2 separate regions of the Danio rerio genome follow, and region 1 is linked to region 2. The links are chromatin contacts, called in public Hi-C maps. All regions are on one chromosome and are shown on one strand. The core of a region is the stretch at or near the end of the contact, and the rest is flanking DNA. Distances in the headings are between cores, read along the strand shown. Region 1 holds the start of si:ch211-134c9.2 (a long non-coding RNA gene). Region 2 overlaps xpa (xeroderma pigmentosum, complementation group A).

Region 1 (2,758 bases), core at 205-2,704, 93 kb before region 2:
ATGTGACAACACACATTACACATTTCAGAGTAATGGGCTGTCTGGAAAAGCAAAGCAACCAAATGTTTGCATATCCCACTCTCAGCCACACAAGAGCAGGAGCTATTAACTAGCAGACGATGGCATGGATCTTCTGACGGATGTCCGCTCCAGGATGAAGTAACACATAAAATTTTCTAGCTCTGAATCTCATAATGTTACCTAGAAAACAGAAACAAGAATATTAATAGGTTTTTAAAGAGAGTCATTAAAGGCAGTTCACTCAAAACTGAAAATTCTATTTCCTCATCCTTCACTTGTTCCAAACCTGTTTGAGTTTCTTTCTGAGGTTTAACACAAACAAAAATACTTTGAAGAAAGCTGGAAACTTGCAACAACTGATATTCATAGTAGTTCTTTTTCCTACTATGGAAGTCAATGGTTACAGGTTTTCAGCTTTCTTCAAAATATCTTCTTTTGAAAGGCATCTGCAGCAATATCATCAGATTAAACTACACAGTAAATCATTCATTTAAATTATTTAGAAGTAGCTCCCTTTAGTCACACTTTAAAATAAGGTTTCATTAGTTAATGTATTTGCTCACTATTAAAATAACTATTTAATATTTAATAGTTAGCATTGTTAAACTAATTTACTAATGAATAAAAATCCAAAGTCATGCTTGTTAACATTAGCTATTACTGCAATAGACAAATTGTTGATGTGAAATTAACTAATGACACCTTATTGTTTTGGGTCACCCTCCCATTTAATTACAATGTTATCGACTAAATAGAAAGCATGCTATCTACACTGTTACACTGCATCTGTCATCTCCAATGTTTCAGCAATAAATCTCAGCATTGACATAGTGCTATTTGTCTGTTGTGGATGGAACGGCATTGTATTATTTTATTCCTAATATATCTTGCTCAATAATCATGCTTACAAGCTAAGACAGCATCTGTGTTTCTGTAATTATCCGAACTGAACAGTGGTGGTCACTTTAGAACAGTAAAAGTATGAATGGGACAGAACTTCACATGTATGCTGTCCTACTCTCAGCTGGTGAGGAGACTCCGATTTCTTCAGATCTATCGGTAGTAATGAACTCACTGAGATCTTATTCCTGCCCTGTTTTTACCTGACACTTTGAGACAGAATTACGTACACATATGATTATTTTTACTTACGTGATAAAGCTGCAGATGGACGGATCGTAAGAGTATTAACGCTAAAGTTAGCCTTCAGGCTAGCTGAACTTACCTTCATAATTGCACAGGTAGGAAGATGCATAAAACTTGAAACCCTTCTCAAGCTTTGCTCTGCGGTGTTGTAGAGCACATCCGGACAATCATTTGCACATCGTTGACCATAATTTACTCGCAAACAGCGAGTAAATATTGACGACTCTGCCATAATACTGTTTACCTCCGCTTAAAATCACCCAGACCGGAAGCTGGACCGCGGCCTTAGACAAAACGCGGAAGTACTGCGTGCATATAGCCCATTGACGAATTCCTTTCAATAGACAACATCAGGGTAGGCGACATCCAATGTATATTTCTATGAGAGCTAACTAGTATTCACGTCATATCATGCTCATCTCTTATTACTCTTTTAAGTTCTTTGAGAGTCTTGGCGGGATTTCAGAGTGATATTTAGGCAACTATGAAGTAGCAGTACCGTCTGTGTACCATAGTTACACAATGCAGCATTTAGCTCGCTCGTAAACATCTCTGTCTGAGGGCATTGCCCCCTCAGAAAGAGTTTGTGCCCCCCAGTTTTTATAAAGGATTGTTCACTCAAACTGAAAATTCTTTCTGTCATTAATTATTAACACCCTCGTCGTTCCAACCAACACACATTTAAATATTTTAAAATAAATGACATAGCAATTGAATTATGAAAATGGTGAGATTAAAGCTAGTCCTTTAGGCTGATTTATACTCAGTGTTGGGGAGGTTACTTTGGAAATGTAATAGATTACAGATTACAAATTACCCTATTTAAAATGTAATAAGTAGTGTACCTTTTCGATTACTTTATAAAAGTAAAGAAACTTATCACATCTGACTACTTTTTGATTACTTTAAGGTTTCTAATGGATATTTTCAGATAAATCATTTTCAAGCATTTACACTGAGCGGGTTTGACCTAATCAAACAAAAGCATCAGTAAGCAGCTCTTTAATAAATGGCCTTATCAGAAGGCATCATGCATATCAAAAACAGTCAAAGCAACAGATTAACATTATTCAACAATAATCCCATTTGTAATCTTTAACATTTTCACAAGTAACTGTAATTTAGTTACACATTTATTCTCAGTAACTGTAACTAATTACTGTTACTTTTATTTTGTAATTAAATTACGTAACACTGTTACATGTAACCATAAATGAAAGAAACAAGATACCAAAATCAGTCACCAGGTCTAGTGCCCCCCTATGGATTTAAAGTGCCCCCTTAGCTTTGACTTCCTGGCGCCAGGCCTGACTATAGTGAACAGGAAAATTGTAATAAATACTGTAGTATAGCATAGTTTTTGCTACTGTAACCTGTGGTGTATCGTAGTATAACTTAGTACAATTTTGGGACGTTTTGGGTTTGAATTTTGTGTTTTGTAACTTTGCAGACCTTTTTTACACTTAAACTGCCAAATTATACATTAAAAGGAAGTTAAAATAGTAAAAAGCACAACAGAGCCCCTTTAACAGCGAAGCATCACTTCCTCTTTTCAAGAAAGAGTTGCATGATTTTTTGAGGTGAAAGAGTG
Region 2 (2,911 bases), core at 70-2,569:
CTTCTCCCCTGATCACTCAGCTTAGATGGCCTGGCCAGCTCTAGGAAGAGTCCTGGTGGTTCCAAACATCTTCCACTTATGGATGATGGAGGCCACTGTGCTTATCGGAACTTTCAGAGCACCAGAATTGTTTCTGTAACCTTCCCCAGCCTTGTGCCTCGAGACAATCCTGTCTCGGAGGTCTACGAACAATTCCTTTGTCTTCATGCATGGATTGTGCTTTGACATGCTGTTAACCCTGAGACCTTATATAGACAGGTGAATGCCTTTTTAAATCATGTACAATCAACTGAACTTACCACAGGTAAACTCCAATTAAGCCGCTGAAACATTTCAACAATGATCAGTGGAAACAGAATGTACCTGAGCTCAATTTAGAGCTTCACAGCAAAGGCTGTGAATACTGATGTACATGTGATTTTTCAGGGTTTTTATTTTTAATAAATTATTATGTCATTATGTCATTATTACAATGTGTGTAAAACTCTGAGAAAATAAATGAATTTATTTCATTTTGGAATAAGGCTGGAACATCAAAAAATGTGGAAAAAGTGAAGCGCTATAAATACTCTCCGAATGCACTGTCACTACTAAATAAAAAAGAATAACGAATGGCCTTTGAGGTGATGTGCTTCAAAACAAGTTTGCTATATGCTTCAGCGCCAAAACACGAGTTGCCATGTGATTTTGTGGATTTGTTAAATAAAATAATAATCTAACCTAAATAAAGTTAGTTTCAGAAGCCTATATTATACTGTTATCACTATTAATGACACATTTAAATAAGCAGGAAATCCTTTTGCAATGTACTCGCAGCACCGAACATGTGCCCAGATTACTGAAGAACAAACTCTGTTGGAGGAATGAGAGAATCAGGCACTTGTTGTGAGAATGTAGATGTCTGCATATTTGTGCCAGTCTGTGAAATAAAACAGCTTAAAACATATTAGTATTTTAGAAAAACAGTTCAAGTTTGCATAACTAATGATTGATCATATCCATAAGTAAATATGCAGCCTAGTTTTTGATTACTTGACCAACGCATTAAGGCAAGCATCCGCTGAGATAACCGAGAAATTATGTGCTCCCATTGTGCAGTGTCACCCACATGACGGAACTCGTCGTGAAGAACAAGAAAAAAGTAAACCTGCTGGACTTTCGGCTGTGGTGTCGTGAGACATCCCAGGCATGGTATCAGTTATCGTGAACTATGCCACATTGCACGACTCTTTTGTCACAATGCCCATTTGTCAATGTTATGAATCCCCACAAAACCCTATCAAGGAAATCATGCCGAAATTGTGCCAAAATCGTGTGATCTTAAGCCTAAATTTAACATAAAAGGTAAAACTTATCCCTTCACTCTGATTGGAATGTTGTTAGATGTTGATCCAGGAACATGTCCTACTTGGTGAAACCACACCTCTCATGTACAAGCATCACATGTCCGAAAGGGTAAAATATACGGCGCACCATGACAGCTGGATATGGCTCACAGTGGTTGTTTTCACACCAGAACGCGAGTCAAACTTGCCGGTGTCTGAATTTTTAACGACCTCCACAAAGCTGATAAATTTAGGCAGCTATTTAAAATGCGGACGCCACGCATGCAAGCACTTCGAGATCAGTTACTTACAGAGTGCCATATAAAACGGCAGGTGGCAAATCATGGGTGCCATTAATCAAAGCGCAGGCATTAGTGGGGTATGTCCTTCTCTGTGCTTTGCTGATCTTTCGGCCTTACGTTGACCCCAGGGGTCAGCGGAGGTGATGGGACATCAGCATGAACACTAGGCCAAATCTATACAGTTTTCTATCTATCAAAAGCAGCCTGTAGCTCTGTAGCTCATGATCCGGCTAATATTAATGTTATATGTTTTCAGCTGTAACCATCAACAAAAAGCACTTTAGATCTATTATTACAGTAATTGCAGGTGGACAGTTTTCGGTGTCCAGCTCATCTCATGTCCCTGTGCGCAGTCAATGTGAATGATGATAAAAGCGTGGAGGGGTTTAGATTTCAGAGCCGCTATGCTAAGACTTCACAATTAGGTCATAAGAACGCAACAGGCATGAGAACAGAAATAAAAATGCCCCTCTAAAGGCGCTTGAGGAATGAATTCATTACCCTTTTGTGACACGGACTGTCGAACAATCTTGCGCTCATACTTTGTCCATAGCGAGTCTGGAGAGAGACTACGAAATTAATAAGCGGGCCGTTAGAATCAATCAGGGGAAGATTTATGGACACAAGCGGAGAACATGTGGCTTGTGAATTATGGTACCAAAAAAACAAGCTAAAGGAAAACCAATCCAAGCTTGGCACACACGCACACACACATTGCTGTTCAACATGTTTGGCGTCAGTAAGATGCTTTAAATTGGTAGTAAGACGAGTTACAAGAATATACTGTATTTCAAATCATTTGCTAATGTTTAAGGAGTATAGTTCATCAATAAATGAAAAATCTGTCCTCGTTCTAAACTTGTTGGAGTTTTGCAAGAGGATATACTGAAGAATGTTAGAAACTGTAACCACTGACATTTATAGTAAATGTTTTTCCTACTATGGAAGTCAATGGTTACATGTTTCCAACAATCTTCAATATATCTTCATTTAAGCTCAACAGAACAACAAAACTCCTTTATAACAAGTCAAATATTCCTTTTTAGTTTTTAAGATGGGTAATGAAAAGTTTCTTGAACACTAAATGAATATATTCAAATATACAATAGATAGAATATATATAAAATAGGATCACGTGACACTGAATTTGTCCCAGCCAAGCTAACCACTGAGCCACTGTGCAGCCATATTAAAATCATTCATTTATTTTCTTTTTGGCTTAGTCCTTTTAACAATCTGGGGTTACCACAGCAAAATGAACCGCCAACTTGTCCAGCACATTTT

Evidence for each region. Hi-C and Micro-C count contacts between places; a contact is called where the count stands out from the background.
Region 1: a contact with region 2 is called in a Hi-C map of embryo, with 2.9 times the contacts expected there. The contact joins the promoter of si:ch211-134c9.2 here to the enhancer-like site in region 2. A contact is called at or near these places in 3 of 18 Hi-C or Micro-C datasets (caudal fin, embryo and an unstated tissue).

The regions. Positions count from the first base shown.
Region 1 is chr1:13,580,088-13,582,845 of GRCz12tu, reverse strand. It overlaps si:ch211-134c9.2 (a long non-coding RNA gene), which reads right to left and starts at 1,454. Exons shown (of 2, transcript NR_186850.1): 1 at 1,247-1,454; 2 at 1-201. LOC141384873 (a long non-coding RNA gene) reads left to right here and starts at 1,447. Exons shown (of 3, transcript XR_012405476.1): 1 at 1,447-1,522. It also overlaps a transcript of stra6l not described here.
Region 2 is chr1:13,486,964-13,489,874 of GRCz12tu, reverse strand. All of the region lies in intron 7 of xpa (xeroderma pigmentosum, complementation group A), which reads right to left. Among named protein-coding and RNA genes, the nearest start is that of xpa, 15 kb to the right of the region's middle. Within about 2 kb of position 1,319, at least 3 of the 62 cell types and tissues checked have an H3K27ac peak or open chromatin away from gene starts, as enhancers often do.